Linked DNA regions of Mus musculus: all the other regions are linked to region 6. The links are chromatin contacts, called in public Hi-C and capture Hi-C maps. All regions are on one chromosome and are shown on one strand. Each heading gives the region's core, a stretch centred on a gene start, on an enhancer-like site or on the middle of the called end of the contact. The rest is flanking DNA. Distances are from core to core; before and after follow the strand shown.

Region 1 (2,745 bases), core at 132-2,631, 460 kb before region 6:
TTAGGGCCAAAGGGCATACAGCCAATTTGAGCTATCATTTCCCAGAAATGTATGAGTTAAGAATCTGGCCTGCTGATGACAAGGATTTGGGGAATATTTTAAAGCAGATTTGTCTCAGAAGGAGCAGCTTCATTTTCCTACTTGAAGGGTTCTTGGGTCAAAGCAGACACGATTTTAAACTCCTTGGTGCTAGGTCCAGGCATTCCTCGCATACATAAGGTCTTGTGTAGCAAAGAAGGAAGGAAACTGCTTTGAACTGTGTATCTGTATGCCGGTGTGTATATGTGTGCGTGCCCATGTGGGTGTGTGTGCTTCCCTAGGTGGGTATGTGTGCATGCTCATGTGGGGGTCTGTGCATGCTAATGTGGACATGTGTTCTTGCCCATGTGGGTGTGTGTGCATGCCCATGTGTGTGTGTGGGATGTGTGCCCATGCAGGTGTATGTGTGTGTGTGCGTGCGTGCGTGAGTGCATGCAGCTTGGAAAACCCCAGGGATTCTGCCTTCTCTATCTTATCAGAGGTAGGATCACAAGTGTGTATTTCAACTGAGGCATTAACAGTCTTTTGAGAGAAGGTCTCACTGTGTGTCTTTGGGTATCCTACAACTCACGATGAAGACCACGCTGGCCTGAGACTGACAAAGATTAACCTACCTCTGTCTCTTGAGTGTTGGGACTAAAGGCATGTTCCACGTACTTGGAACACATTAAAAGTTTTAAATTGACTGAGTGACTTCAGGATTCCTACATGGCTGCTGGAGAGTTTGAGGCATAGGCAGCTTATCAGAATCAGCTCTAACAGTAGCATCAGCATACACGTGTGTGTGTATATGTTTTGTTGTTGTTGTTGTTGTTGTTGTTGTTGTTAACCTAAGCAAGTATCCATGCTCAAATCAGAAGGGAGAATTCTTAGGACTCTTTATCAGGAGACAGTAAAATTCAACTCACTACAGTGTGGTAAATGAAGCTCAATTGAGACATGCCATGCACACCTACCCTGTGTTGCTGAGAGCTCTTTTTTGAGCTATCACAGCAGAGATAAGGAATTGCAATGGGGAGTGTGTGCCTGCAAAACCTAAAATTTTGGCTCTCTATCCCTTTGCAGAAAACATTTGCTGACCCCTGGGTTTGTACAGACCTCTTCAAAGCTCTTGGCCAATTTAGGGAAGCTTTGGTTTTGAAACCCAGTGGTAAGCAACATCAGCTTACTTTTGCAGATATGAAACTTAGATCCTAATACTTTCTTCAGCCCTCTCTCAACTCTCCTCCTCCAACTTGGAAAGTGGCCTAATAAGTGAAATGAAACTTGGCCTGATCAGCACTCTTGAGAAAGTGGAAGGTGAAAGTGTTGACATCTGCTTGTATTCTGTAGCCCCAACTTCTCTGGCAGCACATGACTTGGTGAAAGTGCTCTGGCCAACTAGCTAGCTTACATTGTGTAGAAGATTGTCTGCTGTTACCTCATTTTGTTTGGAATTATGTCCATGAAGAGATACAGCTTGATAAAAGATCTACATCTTTTCCTGAATAATGGCTCTTTTGAGGAATATCATTTTAAATTTTACTAATTGCAATAATCGTGAGTCTTTGTGTATTTAATATTGATATATAATATATTTAATCCTGATTATATATAAACATATGCATATTTTCAGCTACTTGTTTAAACTTTGACAAAATGCATGTAAAATAAAACTTACGGTACTGACTTTCAGAGACTTGAGCTTAGTATGATGGTGCCTTCCAGGAAGCTCTTCGTGGGGGGCAACTGGAAGATGAACGGGAGGAAGCAGTGCCTGGGAGAACTCAGCTGCACCCCGAAGGCAGCCAGTGTGCTGGCAGACACTGAGGTGGGTTGTGCACTGACAACCTCTTACATCGACTTCGCTAGGCAGAAGCTGGATCCCAAGATTGCTGTGGCTGCACAGAACTGCTACAAAGTGACCAATGGGGCCTTCACTGGAGAAATCAGCCCTGACATGATCAGAGACTTAGGAGCCACCAGAGTGGTGCTGGGGCACTCGGGAAAGAAGGTGTGTCTTTGGGAATCAGATGAGTTGATTGGGCAGAAAGTAAACCATGCCCTAGCAGAGGGACTTGCAGTGATCCCCTGCATTGGGGAGAAGCTAGACGAAAGGGAAGCTGGCATCACGGAGGAAGTTGTTTTTGAGCAAACCAAGGTCATCGCAGATAATGTGAAGGACAGAAGCAAGGTGGTCCTGGCCCATGAACCTGTATGGGCCATTGGGACTAGCAAGACTGCAACCCCTCAACCGGAAGTACATGAGAAGCTCCAGGTTGGCTGAAATCCAATGTCTCTGATGGGGTGGCTGCCTTAGTCAGGGTTTCTATTCCTGCACAAAAATCATGACCAAGAAGCAAGTTGGGAGGAAAGGGTTTATTCGGCTTACACTTCCATACTGCTGTTCATCACCAAGGAAGTCAGGACTGGAACTCAAGCAGGTCAGAAAGCAGGAGCCGATGCAGAGGCCATGGAGGGATGTTCTTTACTGGCTTGCCTCACCTGGCTTGCTCAGCCTGCTCTCTTATAGAACCCAAGACTACCAGCCCAGAGATGGTCCCACGCACAAGGGGCCTTTCCCCCTTGATCACTAATTGAGAAAATGCCTTACAGTTGGATCTCATGGAGGCATTTCCTCAACTGAAGCTCCTTTCTCTATGATAACTCCAGCTGTGTCAAGTTGACAAAAAACTAGCCAGTACAATTGACCCCTTGTCAACTTGA
Region 2 (2,700 bases), core at 72-2,571, 510 kb before region 6:
CAATGCCTGGAAATAAATACATTCATTTTTTAATGAAATTAGACAAAGGAGTAGCTTCAGTATATTCTATCACCTTGGAAGAAAAAATATTGAGTTGCCCTAAACCACAGTTTTATCAGCTGTAAAGGTCTGGTATCTTCTAGGTTACAGGGTGCTCAATAAGAGTTAAATAACATATAACACACTAGGCACACAGGAACATAATACATAGTACTTATAGTACTTGGTATTGGTATGTATGCAGGCCTGACTCATATTATGTATTTGATAAAGCTTTAAAATTTTAATAATGTATGGAAATATAGGTAATACCTTGCCTGCCTATCTTAGTCTTTTCTCTTTGTCTATTGCTGTACATAGCAGCTGGCTCAGATTTCCTTTGCTATTAGTATTTCTTTGTGCCCTGGAAGTGTGTCATGAGTACTACACACACTCATTACATCACATTATGTCTCCATCGACACTGAGAGGAAAAGTTTATTGAGCAGGTCTGAAAGCCTCCTTTTGCTTGGCCTGTATCCCTTGCCTTGGGATGATTCTTATTCCTTTCATGGAAGAAAAGGAAAGACAGAAGGAAGGAAAACCACAATTTGATTCCTTGACAGATTTCAGTTTTCCCTTTATAGCTCTGTTTAAAAGGAATATAAAATATTCATTATTTTTACTTTATGTATGTAAGTGCTTTACCTGAGTGTACTACATGTATGCCTCGTGCCCATGGAGGGCAGAAGACGGTATTGGATCTCTTAGAACTGGACTTACAGACAGTTGTGAGCTACCATATGGGTGCTGGGAATTGAACCTGTGACCTCTGGAAGAGCAATACATGCTGAGCCACTGCCCTACCCTACTTTCCTGTTGCTGGTTTCTTATCTGGGGTGAGTAGACATTTGTTCACATCTCCCCAGAAATAGTGTCACACCACAGTGAGAGAGGAGTAGGCTATCTCTTGAGCAGAAAAAGAGGGCCTGGGCAAGAACCTACTAGCTACTGAGACTGTCCCTGTGGTCTCTCTGTAAGACCTGCTATCACTGGACCAGACAAGGAAGACACACAGGCCAGGCTGGACGACAGGATCTGGAAACTTTTCCATTTTACAGTTTGACTCAAACAACAGAAATGAATTTTCTCTTTATTCTGGAGGCAGGAAGTTTAACACTTGAGGTTAACAGGTTTGCTTTCCCCTGAGGCCTCTCTCTCGTCTTGCAGATGGTGTCTTACTGCGTCTCATGTTTTTTCTCTCTCTAGTCCCCTTGTCTATTCAGGCGAGTAAGACCTAAGGCGAGGGGCTACAGGACTTGGAGTAGGAGGTGCTTAACTTCAACTTCCTTAAACTGGGCCAATCCTATCCAGATTCCCATCAGCCTTCTAGTCTGCTTCTTAGGCAAGGCTCATGCTGTGGTAGGCTTGCGTGTGGGAATGTGACAGGATTTATTTAGTTCAGGAACTTGGAAAGTCGCTCCCTCCCCAGTGTGCCTTTCCTTTTGCCTTGACACGCTTTCTCCTAGCTATGCTCTCTCGCCTGGTTTTACTCATTCTATGACACCCCACCTCTGCCTGAACCATGTAAGTAGGTCAGCAGTCCTAAGGAAGGGTCTGGTGCACTAGGTCACCTTCAGTTCTTGGTGTGACCTGGAGCTTAATTTCACCAAGCCGTGCTTACGGTAATCAGATAACACTAAAGGTATCATCTCACTGTCTAAGCCGCCCCCGGAGCCCCTTAATTTCACAAATTAAGAAGAAGAACAGCCAGGCCAAATAATTTACGCAGGGTCACACAGCAGCTAATAAATGGTAGACCTAAATATAGAATTAACATTTGAGGCCCAGGGCCCCAGACTTCTTTGGAAAGATGGAAATAGGCTCTGGATCCTGAAAGCTCAGGAGCTGAGAGTCAGAGACCGCATCTGAACCTTCTTCATGGCTTTCTCTGGGGGGTGTGGCCTCCCTCCAGCTCAACTGACCCAAAATAGGCATTTTAAACACCATCTCTCAGAGTCTCTGCTGATACCCAAACAACTTAGCGTCAACCACAGGGGCTTTGGGTTTCCCCAGCCTTGCTTGGCGGTCCGGGATCCCCTCTGAAGATCCCCACATCTCATCTATAAGGAAACTAGAAATCGGGAACTGCGGTTTTGGGAACCGAGAATCTCAAGAGCACTGGCCACAGACAGGCCTGTGGTGTGGGCTCCCTCAGCCCAGCTTCGAGGAGACTTATAGGTCGGTGTGGGATGAGCCTGCAGAACCCACGTGTGAGACACAGCTCCACACCAGGCTGGCATGGCTCAGGGACAGAGGTACCTGCATCTCCAGAACTTAGCCTGCAAACTAGGACTCCTGACTGCTCCCCCACCTCCTCCGCAGCAAGGAGCACTGGTCTGGCAGTCACCCTGACTTCTTGTCGCCACCACTTTTAAAAATGAGGAAGTTGAGTAGTAACCGGTTTTACTTTGTGGAATCACGAATTCTCAGGAACGGTTGGTTAGCTAACAGGGATCCTGAAAACGTAATTGCTCATCGAGTGGACTTCTAGGAAAATGTGAAGGTTAAAAAACTTGAAAATTCTGATGATTTTTTTTTTTTTTTTTTTTTTTTTTTTTTACCGTGATGAGTCAGTTAAACCCTTTGCTTGCCGCTGGCGGCTGCCCCTGCCCGTACAACAAAGGGACCAGTCAATGAAGGTTTCTTTGATGGTTCTGT
Region 3 (2,700 bases), core at 75-2,574, 440 kb before region 6:
TCCAATTAGTCTTCTGAAGTTACAACAATGACCAGCCCGGCCAGATAAGCCCATGGGTGCAATAGTAGCACACTAACAGGGCAACCAACTGCTTCTGATTGGACTTAAGGTCCACTCTCCTGAAGAAAACACATGTGATATTATTAATATGGTCAAAATTTGTGCCTGGGGAGCTTATAGGCTATAGGAGAGAGCCTAGTACTATGATTTTACTAATTAGACATTGTTTCAAACTGACTTCTAAGTACATATCTCTATACTTGCAGATCAGTACAAGTCTTGGATCTAAACAGAGAAGCACATTGTTCAGTAGATGATGGTTAATGTTGAGACTTATAGCCTGTCAATGTATTAAGTGATAAGTTTCTGTCACATATAGGACATCTAGACCATAGTCCCCTATAATCTGAAGCTTAAGGAACATCCTGGAAAAGGGAGTAGAATGATTATAATAGCCAGAGGCCAGGGAGGACTGGAGCAGAACAGCATCTTCTAGACATGGCAGGACTGTTATTAACTTCTGGACATGACTCACGAGCTCGGAGCAGCTGTAGTCAGCTGCACAAGATCTACAGAAGACTGAGCTGGTCAACCTCCCAGCACGGATGGGAGGGGTCTGTGAGCCCCCAGCCCAACTGAGAGACTATTAGTAGTTGATGGCTGCTAGGGTAGGGAGAAGTAGTTTTCCCCAGGGGAGTGGTCCCTGGTTGGTTGCCCATGCTAATGCATGCATCCATCCATATAGACATATGCATATATATGTAGTACTAATTGGACTCAATGGGTTGTAAAAAAAAAACAGATGTGAAGTTGGGAGGGGGTTATGGAGGACAGATCTGGACAAGGTAGACTGGGGAGTATGGGTGAATATGGCTGAAGTATACTATATGCATGTATGAGGTTCTCAAAGAATAAGTAGGAAATTAACTCAGAAAAATAAATACATGTGGTAAGGATATGTCTATATCTCCCCTGTTGAAATAGCCTCACATTGGTGTTTAGACCCCAGAAAGGTACTTTATAGAGTTCCAGCACTTGGCAGCTGGTAATATGTGGGAAATGTTATTACATAAACCCCAGTTTGGGGTAAGAGACAGGTGGTATTTTTGAAGTCAGTGTCAACATGAGGATGTAGCCACAGTGACCGCCTCCAGCCCATCTGCAGGGACATTTCTGTCTCCAGTAAATACATCCCCTCTCTCCACTTGCTTTGACTGCCTCCCCAGGTTCCCCTTTTTTAACCTCGAGTTTCAACTTGATGAGTCATCAAAAGGACTGGGTCACCGATTTCTACCTGGCAAGAACTTCTGAAGCTGTGGCTGTTTTCTGGCCTTATCTCATCTGGCTGACGTCCATTAAACAAATACTGGGAGACTTTCATGCTCCAAGTACTATGCTAAGGAACAGAATTAAAAAAAAAAAAAAAGCCAAACAAGAAACAGCTCCTGCCTTCCTTCATGGGGCTTCCATGCTGAAACCCTCACCGCTTATGCAGAACTGTGAGGTCTCTTGAAAGGTTCTGCTGAGTGAGTTTAAGCTGGGAGCCTGAGAAGGTTCCCTGAGGAAGCAAGCCAAGCTAAGAGCTCTGGGTTAAGTAGGTGTTAAGCAGGAACGGAAGGAAGGGAGAGCGATCTAGATTAGTGTTTGATTAAGTAACTTGGTGCCGTAGCCTAGAAAAGTGACACAGAAAATTAACTATCACACATGTAACCAATTAGTCTTGATCCTGAGAGTAACGGGAAATTCTGCAGGCTGTTCAGAGTGATGTGATTAGACCCGTGTTTCTCAAATGTACTTGACACTGTTAGACGGTGTTTGGTGTTACTTTTTCTCTGCAGTCCTTGGATGCCGTAAGACACATCGAGGCACTCTTTCTTTCCCGGGGCTATCCCTGTCTCACATGGATTTGTCTCTTAGGTACATACCTGTGATCTCGAAATGACTTCTTACACAGCACATATCACTCCATGTTTTATTTTGTGTTACTGTTTCTTTTTCCAAGCATATTGGAAGGTTTTTGGAGACAGGAACCATATCTTGTTTCCCAGTGCATCCATAGTCCCTTGAACAGTTCCTGGCACATGACACACATCCGGTAAGAGTCTACAGTCAATCTCTTGAGTTCAGGGCCTTAAGAAGAATTAACCATGGGTGTGTGTGTGTGTGTGTGTGTGTGGTGAGGTAGCTCAGTGCCTAAAAATGCAAAGCTGACAGCCTTAGTTCATTCCCTAGAACCCATGCGAAAAGTCAGGTGTATGTTGTCCCAGCACACCCACAATGAGATGGGCGTTAGAGATCCGAGACCCTCCTGCAATCTTGTGGATCAGCGAACTAAGACCATACAGTGTGGCAGAAACAAGAGACACCCTTCCTCAAGAAAGTGACAGAAGAAAAATGACTCCCAATATTGGTCCTCTAGCCTCCACATGTAGTGTATGGAATGCGCGCGCGCGCACACACACACACACACACACACACACACACACCGACCCTCCCAAAAAGCCAGACAGAAATAAAATAAAATTAAAAATAATAATCATTTCAGAAAATGTACAATAGTTTATGCCTTACATCTAGTTTTCAATGACATGGTGATAGTTGCTCTTGTATGTATCTTGTAGAGATGGCCTATTCTTGAATATAATGATTTCTTGCACAAACTTTAAATTTTGGAACAAGTTTATCTTTATTGAAAAGTTG
Region 4 (2,776 bases), core at 166-2,665, 350 kb before region 6:
ATCTAAGTGTCTTGGCTTTGAGCCAGAACAAGGAATCCAATTATACTTCTCTGCGGACAGGTTTGTTTCTTTGGTAAGTGCATTTGTTTTGCTTTAATCCCATGGAAATAAATGAGAGAATAAAAACCAGGTTGAGAGTCAGCCTTTCATTCACGATTTTTCTTTCGAGGGCATCAAGATGGAAAAGATCCTTTGGAGCTTGAAGAACGGTGTAATTTGTAGAAGAGCTAATTAAAGCTTATAACCTGAGTTACATCTCTGGAACTCTAAAAGCTAAGCAAAGACCTTAAACCCACAGGACTAGAGGATCCTTGCCCCATCTATGTGATGCATTCTGCGTACTAACTCCCCCATACAGGGACATGCTGTTCCACTGACCTAGCTATCTCTAGTTGTAGTTACTCTTCTATAAAGGATGAGAGTCTTTGCAACCAAGCCTGAATAACAACAAATGCCTCTCACTCACAGCTTCTGGCTTGCACTTTATCCTTTTTTGCCTGTATTATATGCTTGTAAGGAGATTTCTATATCAATAAATTGCATTTTACCCCTTGGTTCTCCGTCACAGATAGAAGCAATTACCAAAGGCACACAATTATGTTAAATCTAGGAGCTTCTTTCACAACATTTGAAATCCTACAGATTTTACATCATTTGTGAAGAACCTCCTTCATTTATTGTTATGGCTGCCTAGTGTAGCTCTTACCCTATGATCTTTCCTTGGGGCTTGCAATTAAATGAGTAATGATCTTGGAAGGTTAAGTAGATATGATTGTGAAAACCTATTAAATCCAATTATATTTTTTTTTCCGTGACCATGAAACACAATCTCTAAAAGCTGAAGTTGTGCAACTCCCTGGAAGGCTCTCGGCTCAGCTCACTGTTGCATCTAATGAAAACAAAACCAAAAATAAAACACAAGTGATCCATGAGGCTGTCTCTTTGAGCCTCATTGCCTGTAATTGTAAACATCTGAAGTTAGGATTTTCAGGAAAAGCTCTGCCCTGCAATCTGTGCAGAAAGTTAAGAATAGCCCAGCCTAATCACTGTTTTTGTCTGATGGCTCTCCAGACTCTTGTCACGATTGTCTCAACACAGGTAAGTTAGGCGTCCCGTTTGGGGCACATAAGCTCCGTTCTGAGTAGAAGAACCATCATCTACTGGAGTCCAGGCCATCTGCTATTCTTATTTGGTCAACTAAGACACTTCGCTAGACATTTCAACATGACTCTCTTAAGGACTGATTGTTTCCCCTGAGGTGAGATGTTGACCTAGGTTGGCACAGTTGTCACCTGGGCATGGGCGTTGTTCTGGTGGCAGTTGCACCCGATACTAAGGAAAGGGTGACTTATGCCACTATCACCCGCCTTGCTTCAAAGTGGGAGGCTCTTCAGTTGCCTGGTTACCGAGCTGTCACAAGATTTAATGACCTGTATAGGGTGGAACCCCTTTGGATGAGTTGCCCTCAGAATGTTAACATCAGCTCCTCTTTGTCATCCCAGTAAGCATGATAATAATAAAGTAGTGCTTCCTCTTCTAGAGGCATTAGCTTTCCACTTAAGCTTATGAAAGGTTTAGGCTGTTGGTCTGCTTAGAAACCTAGTTTACTCTAGTCTCAAGAACAATGGTTCACACTAAAAGAAAAGGGGGGGATTCATTTCATTGTAGTGAACATTAGGTTTTACTAAGTACGTTTCCATGGCTCCTGCCTCCATCAGGCAAGCCTGTGAGTTAGACATTGATGGGGGGGGGTATCTTCCCTTCCCTGTGAGCTGGATGCTGAAAGCATGCCTTCTCCTCTTCCTGTGACGTGAGAACTGGGGAGCATCATAGACTGCTAAGGCATAAGCTTAACATCACATCTTACTTCAGTGTCTGCTTCTCTCGCCCAGCTCTGTCCCTTTTCCTGACTTGATCCTCTTCCCCTCCCCTTTCTCTGCTTCTTTCTCTTTACCAATGCCTTGAATATTTGGCTCTAAAATTACTTGATGATGGTTTTAGGGCAAAATGACTTATGGCTGGTGAGATGGCTTACAGGTCAAGGGCCCTATCACCAAGCCTGATGAGCTGAGGTGGATCCCATAGGTGGAAGAACACAACTAAATCTTGTAAATTGTCCCTTGATTTACACAAGTCCTGTGGTACTAGTGCCCCCAATAAACAAACACATGTAAAAAATTAAAGGACTTGATAGCATGCCAGGAAAGTAAACATTACTGAAACAACCGCCCCTCTCCATCTCCAAATCTTCTGGAAGAGGTTGTGAATAGTTTTTTGAGGAGCTTAATGATGCTGTTTCATTGACCATTCAAATATCCAGGAACCTGAATTGTCCTTACAAGCTGACCCAAGACCACAAGCATCTTAAAGTTGTTTTCTGCCTTGTGGACACACAGTTCAGGTTTGATTACTCTCAGAGGTATAAAGGGAGCTCAGAGAGATGGTCCCTCCCTCTGCTTAAGTGTTGTCTATTCATAACAAAGCTGAGGCTAAAAATAAAATGTGATTCAGTCCAGGTTACAGGTGTGTCCATCAGGAGAGAAACCTTAGCTTCACAAGCCATTTCCATTTAAATCAATAAAAACATCCTTTTGTCCAATGAAGAATGCAATTGCAAATCTCAAGCTGTGTGGTTTGTCCAGTCACAGTGACTTTAGTTTGAAAAAAAAATTTTTTTTTTGCAGCAGTTTTTTATGGAAACGGCAAATCCATGCTACAAATGATCAATTTCTAAGGTGTTTCATTGTGTATATACTGCTTGTGTTCTGGGTGAACG
Region 5 (2,700 bases), core at 137-2,636, 420 kb before region 6:
AGTCAAATTGGCACATTCTAGGCTTGGGGGAACTCCTTCCTGTGGGGCAGGGTAGGGGTGGGAGTGGGGTGTAGGGAGTCAGAGGGTGGGTGGAATCTGAACTTGAAGTTGTCTTCTACCTTCCACATGCAACTGCATTTTCTCCCCTTTTCTTCCTCTTCTTCCTTTTCCTCCTCCTTCTCTTCTTCTTTTTCCCCCTCTCCCCCTTTCACACACACACACACACACACACACACACACACACACACACACACACACACACACACACACCATTCACTTTCAGGGAATGATACACAAAAGTTTAGATTCACATGGCTGAAGAATTAGAAGTCCATACTCATACAGGATAGTTTTCGAGAACTCACCTGCTTTTTCTACATTTTGAATTCCAAAGTTGTTATGCTTGCATAAAAATTATTTTGCCTTGGCAACTCTTCCTCAGTTCATCTACAAAGAATTACTGCTAACACGGGCAGTTGATTAGTGTAAGAAGGTGTTATGGTCTAATCTTTTTTTTTTCTTCAGGTTTGCTCTGACTACCCTGGAGTTTATTTGACTTTAGATTCATTTTATTTTATTTTATGTGAGTAAGTGTTTTGTTTAGTGCCCATGGGGATCCCCCTAGAACTGGAATTATGAATGGTTGTGAGCCATTGTGTGGGTGTTGGGAACTGAACCCAGGTCCTTTGCAAAAGCAGTGAGTGCTCTTAACAACAGAGTTAATCCTCCTCCCAAATTCTTAGGTTGAAATCCCAATTCCCAAGGTGATGGTATTAGAAGCTAAACTGGTCATGAGGGTGGAGCCTTCACACATGGGATTGGTATTCTGCTAAGAGGCCAGAGAGACAATCTTACCCTTTCTGCGGAGCTAAGATGTAAAGGCGCTGTCTGTGCTTTGAAAGTGGCTCTCACAGACAGAATCGTTCTATATCAGCATACATACCGTTATGTTAAATCTCCTCACTGCTGGAGTTGTGATGATATACTTCTATTGTTTGTAAGCTACCCAGTTGGTGGCAGTTTGATATCTCAGCCTTCAGGTAGTAAACCAGAAGGAGTTTCAAACATTTTGTGATTTAAATGAAAATTTCTATCCCTGTGAAAGTTAATAGCAACTCTAGCGTGTGATATAATACCAGAATTATATATGTGTGTATGCATGTATGTGTGCACATGTGTGCATATATGTATTTATGTGCATGTGTGCGTTTATGTGTGTGTATGTATGTATGTGTGTATTCCATGTCATGATAGCCTACCAGAGGCCTACACATACATGGTTTTATTCAGTTTAATCACTGTTTCCTGAGATTGGCTTGGCCTCACTCTCCCTAGCTCTGACTGAAAGTGGCTGGGACACTTCCTTCTCAGTCTATAGCCCAGGGGCTGGTACCAAGTAAAAGCAGGTAACTCACGAAGGAACCAAATGTAAGATCAAGTCCTACAACTGCCCAGCCCTAACCAAGGGCACAGAACTCACCACCAGTCTCTGGAGGAAAGCAAGGACATTAATCAATTTCCCCGGAAAATTTGAACTGTCTTTTCTGAAGCTTTTTAAGAACTGCATCTGAAGTTTTGGACAGCTTGCAGTGGAAGTTGTGTGGGGACCGCCTCCCGACTCGAGGCTGTTATTCTTCTGAAAGTCTATTTTGACCAAAGGAAATCCTGTTTCGCCAGCAGCACGGGCAGTGGCCCCGAGACGCAGTCTCAGGAGTGTTGTGAGGATACAGGCTCTCTTTAATCTCAGATTAAAAATATTTGATGTTTACAAGGTGTATTAGCGTAATTGGAATGCGTCTGCCTGTCTGCCAGCCTTCCTTCCACGATAGGACCTCATAATTAAAGAGCATCGCGTTCATGTGGCTGCCTGCATACCCTTTCATGGCTTCTTGTGAGCAGTTATGGTCAAGACCGTTACCCTAGGCCCTCGGAAAGCTCATTCAGACAGACACAGCTGTAACCAGAACAAAGGAAGAGGCCGCATTCCCTTAGAATCCTACCTAGTGCTCTGGGCAAAGTGGGAAACCAGACAAGTAAAACAGTGTATGAGAGGCGCATGGGGTTCCCAGACTGCTTCTGTGTGTGTGTGTGTGTGTGTGTGTGTGAGAGAGAGAGAGAGAGAGAGAGAGAGAGAGAGAGAGAGAGAGAGCATATGCATGTGTGTTGGGGGGGGGGGTCATGTCTTTAAATATATTCACAAGCCAAATATGAATGCGTGTATTTGCACATATACATGTCTGCATGTGTATATATGTGCCTGTATAAACCCACATGTATGTGTAGGCAAACATGTTATTTCTTCTCTCTTCCTGTTCTAAAAAAGAGTTGGTCATTTTTTTAAAAAATCTCTTTGTATGCATCTAATTCTATGGTAATTATGAACATACAGGTGTGTCCTTTACCTGAAAACACTTTTCAAGAGGGAAGACAATGTATGTGCCCTATGGAAGATCTGGATTAAGTCTTCCGGGAGTTCAGAGAAAAGATGAAACCTGCCAGGAAGACAAGAGGAGCAAAATTCAAATCGGAGAATACAATTCTTCCCTCGCGTAATAACAATATCATACATACCTCCCCCTGCAGCCCCCACCCCAAGCCCAAACAACCCAAACCAAAACAAGTGATAAGAGCTAAGATGAGCAGATCCCGTGTTGTTTCTGGCCCGACTGCTTTGGGGGTATTAAAGGAACTTTGTGAAAG
Region 6 (2,700 bases), core at 198-2,697:
CAGTGGCTCTCTAACCTTCACAGGTCCCCACACTCACATACAGAAACCCACACAGACACAGATACACATACATATAATTCAAAATAAAATAAAAAGCATGGTGTGGTGATGGTGGCCCATGCCTTTAACCCCAGCAGGTGGGAGGCAAAGTCAGGCAGATCTCTAAGTTTGATGCCAGCATGGTTTACACAGTGAATTCCACAACAGCCAAGGCTACATGGAGAAACATTCTCTCAAAACAAAAAAACAAACAAAAAAAATCAACCTATCAATCTATCAATAAAGCACCTAATTGAGGTAAATGAAAAGGGAATTCTTGGAAGAGAAGTTTAGGGAAATGCATATATTTTTAAGATGGGCAGTGAGACCGAAAGTACTGCTGTACCCACAGAGACTGCTAGATCTGAATAATGGTTAACAATCAGATCTCTGAGTTCCAGGACAGCCAGGGCTATACAGAGAAACCCTGTCTTGAAAAACCAAAAATCAAAAAACCAAAAAGAAAAAAAGAAAAAAAAAAGGATGGTGATGGTTTTAGGTGATGGAAAAATACTAATCTCTGATCATTACAATGCAAACTAGCATCAGGGAGAACCCATCCCTTGCTTGGATTTCTAGGAGCCTGTATTTTAAATGAAGGCAAAGGAGAGCCCTAGCATTCAGATTATCCTAGACACGTTACCTATGAAACTATTTGCTTGTCTTGATGGCGGAGGACCCTATGAGTCACGAGCGTAGACATATGATCTTTAAACGTCTGAATTTGGACGTAAGCAAAGAGAAACAGAGCCACAGGCAGACAAAGATAAGAGCTTCCTGGTTCCCTGTCCCTTCTTATCTCCGTCAATGTCAGCGTTAGCTGCGAGGCTCAATGAAGAGCCTCCATCTCCAGATCTTTCCTTTGACCACTTTCATCTGCGCCTTACAGTGCTGGGGAGAACACCCTAGACGTGCTGTGGAGTGAAAGGAGCAGGTGACACAGGTGGAGGGAAGAAGCAGCCAAACAATGAAGCCTTTGAAGGGAGCCAGTTTCCTAACAGCAACTAGGGCTAATTAGTACCTGTGCGGGCAGTCACCTCAACTCTCGTTTTAAAACACCCATTCCTCTTTCTTCACCTGCTAGAGAGAAATTCTGAGGACAGCGGCTTGCCGCCCTCCAACCCAGACAGGTCAAACTTCTTTGTCCTTCCTGAGTGCACTGTGAAGAAAGCCGCGACACAAAGGGAATGTTTTTGTTGGCAGTCAGTTCAGAGCATGTTGACATCTCTGTTTTTAACAACCCTCTGGTCAGCCTGGGCGTAGTCACTCTTTTGAAAGTCGAGTCTTGAGGAAGTAGGTCACGAGAGCCAGTGTTTGGCTCCCCTGAGCGTGACTGAACCCAGGCGTTCACTACTTGTGTGTGGCTTTAGAATGGGTGTCTTGCTGACACCGAGTGCCACCTGCTGATTCACCAACCTGCATGGCTAGTTACTCCAGCTGACCAGCAAGGCTGGACTGTTTCCTCAGAGCAGGGCACGCTGGGCAAACAAACAACTCGTTGCTGACCAAAGCATAAAAAATTACATGGCAGAAGGACTAGGGTTGACAGAAGTAACCCAAGAGGGCCTCAATACACTGGTGTGAAGGGATTAGACATGGGACGGAGACAAGAGATGTGAGGAAGGCTGAGGCAACAGACCAAAGGCTGAGTGGGGAAGTGAGCAGGGGTTTCCCATTCTGAGGCAGGGGCTTACTTGCCAGTGTCCCTGAAACCCATCTTCTTTTCTTCTTCGTCACACGCAGGCCCCAGTTTTCAGGTTCCTTTATAATCTGGGGTAGCCACGAGACTGGATCTGACTAATGGAGCAGAAGCGAAGCAATAATGTGTGCTACTTTCAGGCCTGACCCATAAAAAACACCTGCTCATAACCCTGTCTCCCCTCCTACTTGCCAGGTGGTAACACTAGAATCCAAGCATCTATGCTAGGCAGCCAGGCTCTGCAAGATGCTGAGCCATCTTCCCTCTTTCTTGCCTCTGGGTACTGCTGACTTGAAGCTGTTCGATCCCAGGACTTAAGAAGGAAACGCGTTGTCTGTTCCCTGGGTCCCTGATCTCTCATTACAGCAGGTCTGCCCCCGTTCATATTTTTGGTCATATCAATAATATTATCAGACTCACACACCGTAGAAGTGATTTACTCTGAAGTAAATTGCTCTAGCTCCCCTCTGACAAGGAATATAGGAGACTTGTTTTCTCCTCCAGCTTCTCTCTCTCTCCCAGTGCCTGCACTGCTCTGCGCATGCGCACCAGCCACACCGCCCTCTCACATTGCCTCCATTGTATACCTTGCTCTTAGCTCCCAAGGCATCTTCCCTAAATATCTACCACTGTGTCTTCCCTCCCCAGCCCTCCCTCCAGAGCTATAACCATTTCAGCCTTTCTCATTCTTGAGATTTCAGCTTAGGAGGTTTTCATATATTTTGTGACTCCTTTGCTTTTTCTGTCCCTTCTACCCAGATGTTATATACATGGGTATGTTAAGTGACTATCTGCTTTGAAACGGACTTTTATTATTAAAGGAAAAACAAGGTGAAGTTCTGCCCTTTGACTGGTATTTGTATTTAACCTGGAATGGCTCCTCTGTCCAGTTTCCTGGGTGTGCTCATGTGTGCATACGAAGGATCATTTTCCCCCCTGAGAGATGCTTGGAAAAAAAATAA
Region 7 (2,700 bases), core at 10-2,509, 330 kb before region 6:
TCTTGTCTAATTTTGATTGACACAAATGGTGAGTAGCTAAGGTGTTAGACAGGAAGCAAATCTTGGTGTTGTTCTCACCTGGTCTTTGCTTCCCACTTCTGAAATGATAATGCAAGCCACCTACTCATTCTTCAAGATGCACGTGGTAAGCATACTGGGTCTTGCTGCATCTTTTCAGTTTTCCACCACATGTACAGATCTCTTTTGACTATCAAGAAACTTCACGTGGCCTTCTCTTTGTTCACTTTGCAGACATGGTCGAATTTCCATAATATCTAAGAACAAATACTCCAGGAACAAGAAGCCTGTTGGACAGGATTGGGGGAAATAGTAAATTACTGCCTTAGAAAGTATACCTGGGCATCTCTAGCTCCTCACCTCTTCTCTGTCTCAGACAGGGAGGTGTCAACGAACTGAATGTCTTCGCTGGTGAATCTTAAACTGAAAGTTTATGGGCAACCAACAGCATGTCATCTGTCTCCTAAGGCCGGCTGTGTTTCTTGTTCTTAACCTGATGAAGATTTTTCTTCTCTCTCTTTCTGTTTCCCGGAGGATGTTTAGAAGTACTGAGTCTTTGTCCCTTTTATGAAACAGACTTATCTGACCTGTTAGTGCCAATATAGATCTCTAATTCCTTTGTGAAGACAGTGAGAGTGTTTTATCAATGAAAATATGAAAAGTAAGATATTTTCTCAAAAATACTAATAATGGCAATATGGGATAATTTAAAAAACTCCTGCCTGCTTTATCATATTGGCATCTTACCCATCTCCCGTAATGCAAGAAGGGGAGGACATTTTTATGCCTTGTAAGTTTACCATATGGTTCATTAATACGTGAGGCACAAATTCAAACAGCATGCCATTATACTTAGCATTCAGAAAGATGCTTTTGTACTAAAATAATGGATTTGGACTACTGACACTCAATTAAAATCATGTATATTTAGTTTACGATTAGCAAGTCTTAAGTTGCCTTTTTTTCCTGAAAAAATATTATATGCAGACATTTGAAAGTCTCTTCAAATGGTTTTATTTAGTTTCAAAGGGTTTTCACTTAAAAATGTTAACATTCAAATTAGTCACAGCACAAGTGGTTGGAAAAGATACAGCAGGAATCTTGTACAGGGAACAAACAGTTTCTCGTTCACCAAGTCGAGCAAGATGAACTTGAAGACAGCTGAGAGTTGACTATGGACGTCCAGGTGGAGTTTCTGGGACGTAAAACTGACATTGGCATTGGCACTTTGAGTCATTCAGGGTGCACTAGAGCAAAACTGGCTCCACAGCATGTCCTTGTGACTCAGCCCAGTGGCAGCCTTTAGTCAACCAAGGGAGTGAGATTCTCCAGCTGGAAATGCTAATGATGGAAAACCCAGCTATTAATGGTGCCAAGAGGACAATTAATTAATTTTTTTATTACTATTTTCTCTCAAACGCTCCAAAGTCTGACCTACTCCTTTAAATTAATAACTTTTAGCTGTATGTCACTAATTGTGTACTGGATAAAAGAGCAGTCCACTCATTCTGAGAATTTACTGTTGACTAAGGGGTTCTTTTAGGCCTTAAACTAACCTGACAGCTAAGACCAACCATTTGCTTTCATGGAGCTTATTACTTGGTGGGGAACCTAGACAATAGGTTTTTTTTTTAAAGTTACTTTTAATACCCTTAATATTAATCTGTGCTGCAGACAACAATAATTAGGGGGTAAAGTTAGTGCAGGGTGGTGCATAAGAAGAACAGACTGGCAGCAGAGACACAGGAAGTTAATAGAATGGAAACGGAACAGCAAGGAAGTCCCTGAAGTCATCAGCAGGAGGAGGACTTTGCATAGGTGGCTGGCATCAGGCCCTTCACTGTAAGTGAAGTGGAAAAATTCTCTGAAGAGTTGTAGAGCAGACTAATCTGACTGGTTTGTAACATTTCTCTCTGGCCACTGTGAGGGAAAGGGTGGAAACAGAAAGAGAAGTTGGAAGGCTGATTTACTAACCTGGAGGCTGATGGTTTAGATAAGGGTTATGTGGGGAGAGGTGAAAAGCAGCTGTACTTTGTGTTTACCATAGAGATAGAACCTTACAGACATGCTGAAGGATTAGATACAACGTGGCTTGGAAAGTTGAAGTCAAGGACCTTTTAATTCTGGCATTGGCCCGGGCAACTAAAAAGGTAGTGATAGACAGTAATGCTATTTACTAAGATAAATGAGCATTAGTGACCATAAGGAACAGTGACTCCCTCCCTGGATCCCAGTCTTCTAGTTTCTGCTTTACCATGTCATCTCAGCAGCCTTGAACATACTCAGTGGAGGCTTTATTTTATTTTGTATATGCACCTCTTTTTCCCTGGTGGCTTGTTTGCATGGAGTGCATGACTTGTGTTAAGGGAGAAGTGGAACAAACCGATTTCAATGACAACACTCTTGGAAAGCTCTCAATAAACCAATGAGGGAGGGGTTCTCCAAAGCTCCATTCCAAAACTGAAATAATATACCAGGTCGATGAGTTGTGTTTTTAAATAACAAAGAGAGACAAGAAACTAACTGATCTGTGTGCACCAAGGAGATAAGATATTGAAATTAAAAAAAAAAGATATACCAGGAAATAAGCAATAACCACTTATAACACAATATCACAGTGTTTAAAATGTTCTGTTTTAGAAAAAGGAAGCATTCCTCCAGTCTACTGAGTATGGAACATCT

What was found. Hi-C and Micro-C count contacts between places; a contact is called where the count stands out from the background. Capture Hi-C pulls out chosen DNA fragments and counts their contacts.
Region 1: a contact with region 6 is called in a capture Hi-C map of bone marrow-derived macrophages, with 5 times the contacts expected there. The contact joins two enhancer-like sites. A contact is called at or near these places in 4 of 39 promoter capture datasets (the C10 cell line, cranial neural crest, frontonasal cranial neural crest and 1 more), 6 of 484 Hi-C or Micro-C datasets (bone marrow-derived dendritic cells, erythroid progenitors, group 2 innate lymphoid cells and 2 more), 2 of 115 datasets of contacts at active chromatin or transcription factors (bone marrow-derived macrophages and pancreatic cancer cells) and 1 of 9 other capture datasets (bone marrow-derived macrophages).
Region 2: a contact with region 6 is called in a Hi-C map of uterus, with 2.3 times the contacts expected there. The contact joins two enhancer-like sites. A contact is called at or near these places in 15 of 39 promoter capture datasets (the 3T3-L1 cell line, the C10 cell line, cranial neural crest and 10 more), 24 of 484 Hi-C or Micro-C datasets (B cells, the C2C12 cell line, bone marrow-derived macrophages and 14 more), 8 of 115 datasets of contacts at active chromatin or transcription factors (bone marrow-derived macrophages, embryonic forebrain, embryonic hindbrain and 3 more) and 3 of 9 other capture datasets (embryonic stem cells, liver and pancreatic islet).
Region 3: a contact with region 6 is called in a Hi-C map of bone marrow-derived dendritic cells, with 7 times the contacts expected there. The contact joins two enhancer-like sites. A contact is called at or near these places in 1 of 39 promoter capture datasets (liver), 6 of 484 Hi-C or Micro-C datasets (bone marrow-derived dendritic cells, bone marrow-derived macrophages, erythroid progenitors and 2 more) and 2 of 115 datasets of contacts at active chromatin or transcription factors (CD8 T cells and pancreatic cancer cells).
Region 4: a contact with region 6 is called in a Hi-C map of uterus. The contact joins two enhancer-like sites. A contact is called at or near these places in 1 of 15 datasets of contacts at CTCF or cohesin (large pre-B cells), 6 of 484 Hi-C or Micro-C datasets (the C2C12 cell line, liver, peritoneal macrophages and 1 more), 2 of 115 datasets of contacts at active chromatin or transcription factors (embryonic stem cells and microglia) and 1 of 9 other capture datasets (embryonic stem cells).
Region 5: a Hi-C map of bone marrow-derived macrophages shows a contact between it and region 6, with 16 read pairs. The contact joins two enhancer-like sites. A contact is called at or near these places in 2 of 484 Hi-C or Micro-C datasets (bone marrow-derived macrophages and pre-B cells).
Region 7: a Hi-C map of epidermal suprabasal cells shows a contact between it and region 6, with 7 times the contacts expected there. The contact joins two enhancer-like sites. A contact is called at or near these places in 6 of 39 promoter capture datasets (cranial neural crest, embryonic stem cells, liver and 2 more), 1 of 484 Hi-C or Micro-C datasets (epidermal suprabasal cells) and 1 of 9 other capture datasets (embryonic stem cells).

The regions. Positions count from the first base shown.
Region 1 is chr10:44,588,225-44,590,969 of GRCm38.p6, forward strand. It overlaps the pseudogene Gm5950. Among named protein-coding and RNA genes, the nearest start is that of Gm35154, 9.3 kb to the right of the region's middle. Within about 2 kb of position 1,382, at least 43 of the 459 cell types and tissues checked have an H3K27ac peak or open chromatin away from gene starts, as enhancers often do. A contact at or near this core is called in bone marrow-derived macrophages and uterus, where this site is marked.
Region 2 is chr10:44,536,885-44,539,584 of GRCm38.p6, forward strand. No RefSeq gene overlaps it. Among named protein-coding and RNA genes, the nearest start is that of Gm35154, 61 kb to the right of the region's middle. Within about 2 kb of position 1,322, at least 71 of the 459 cell types and tissues checked have an H3K27ac peak or open chromatin away from gene starts, as enhancers often do. A contact at or near this core is called in B cells, bone marrow-derived macrophages, hematopoietic stem and progenitor cells and 2 more, where this site is marked.
Region 3 is chr10:44,606,282-44,608,981 of GRCm38.p6, forward strand. All of the region lies in intron 2 of Gm35154 (a long non-coding RNA gene), which reads left to right. Among named protein-coding and RNA genes, the nearest start is that of Gm35154, 8.7 kb to the left of the region's middle. Within about 2 kb of position 1,325, at least 70 of the 459 cell types and tissues checked have an H3K27ac peak or open chromatin away from gene starts, as enhancers often do. A contact at or near this core is called in bone marrow-derived dendritic cells, bone marrow-derived macrophages and uterus, where this site is marked.
Region 4 is chr10:44,697,331-44,700,106 of GRCm38.p6, forward strand. No RefSeq gene overlaps it. Among named protein-coding and RNA genes, the nearest start is that of Gm22503, 34 kb to the right of the region's middle. Within about 2 kb of position 1,416, at least 21 of the 459 cell types and tissues checked have an H3K27ac peak or open chromatin away from gene starts, as enhancers often do. A contact at or near this core is called in uterus, where this site is marked.
Region 5 is chr10:44,629,000-44,631,699 of GRCm38.p6, forward strand. All of the region lies in intron 2 of Gm35154 (a long non-coding RNA gene), which reads left to right. Among named protein-coding and RNA genes, the nearest start is that of Gm35154, 31 kb to the left of the region's middle. Within about 2 kb of position 1,387, at least 75 of the 459 cell types and tissues checked have an H3K27ac peak or open chromatin away from gene starts, as enhancers often do. A contact at or near this core is called in bone marrow-derived macrophages, where this site is marked.
Region 6 is chr10:45,047,499-45,050,198 of GRCm38.p6, forward strand. No RefSeq gene overlaps it. Among named protein-coding and RNA genes, the nearest start is that of Prep, 18 kb to the right of the region's middle. Within about 2 kb of position 1,448, at least 85 of the 459 cell types and tissues checked have an H3K27ac peak or open chromatin away from gene starts, as enhancers often do. A contact at or near this core is called in B cells, bone marrow-derived dendritic cells, bone marrow-derived macrophages and 4 more, where this site is marked.
Region 7 is chr10:44,722,197-44,724,896 of GRCm38.p6, forward strand. No RefSeq gene overlaps it. Among named protein-coding and RNA genes, the nearest start is that of Gm22503, 8.8 kb to the right of the region's middle. Within about 2 kb of position 1,260, at least 18 of the 459 cell types and tissues checked have an H3K27ac peak or open chromatin away from gene starts, as enhancers often do. A contact at or near this core is called in epidermal suprabasal cells, where this site is marked.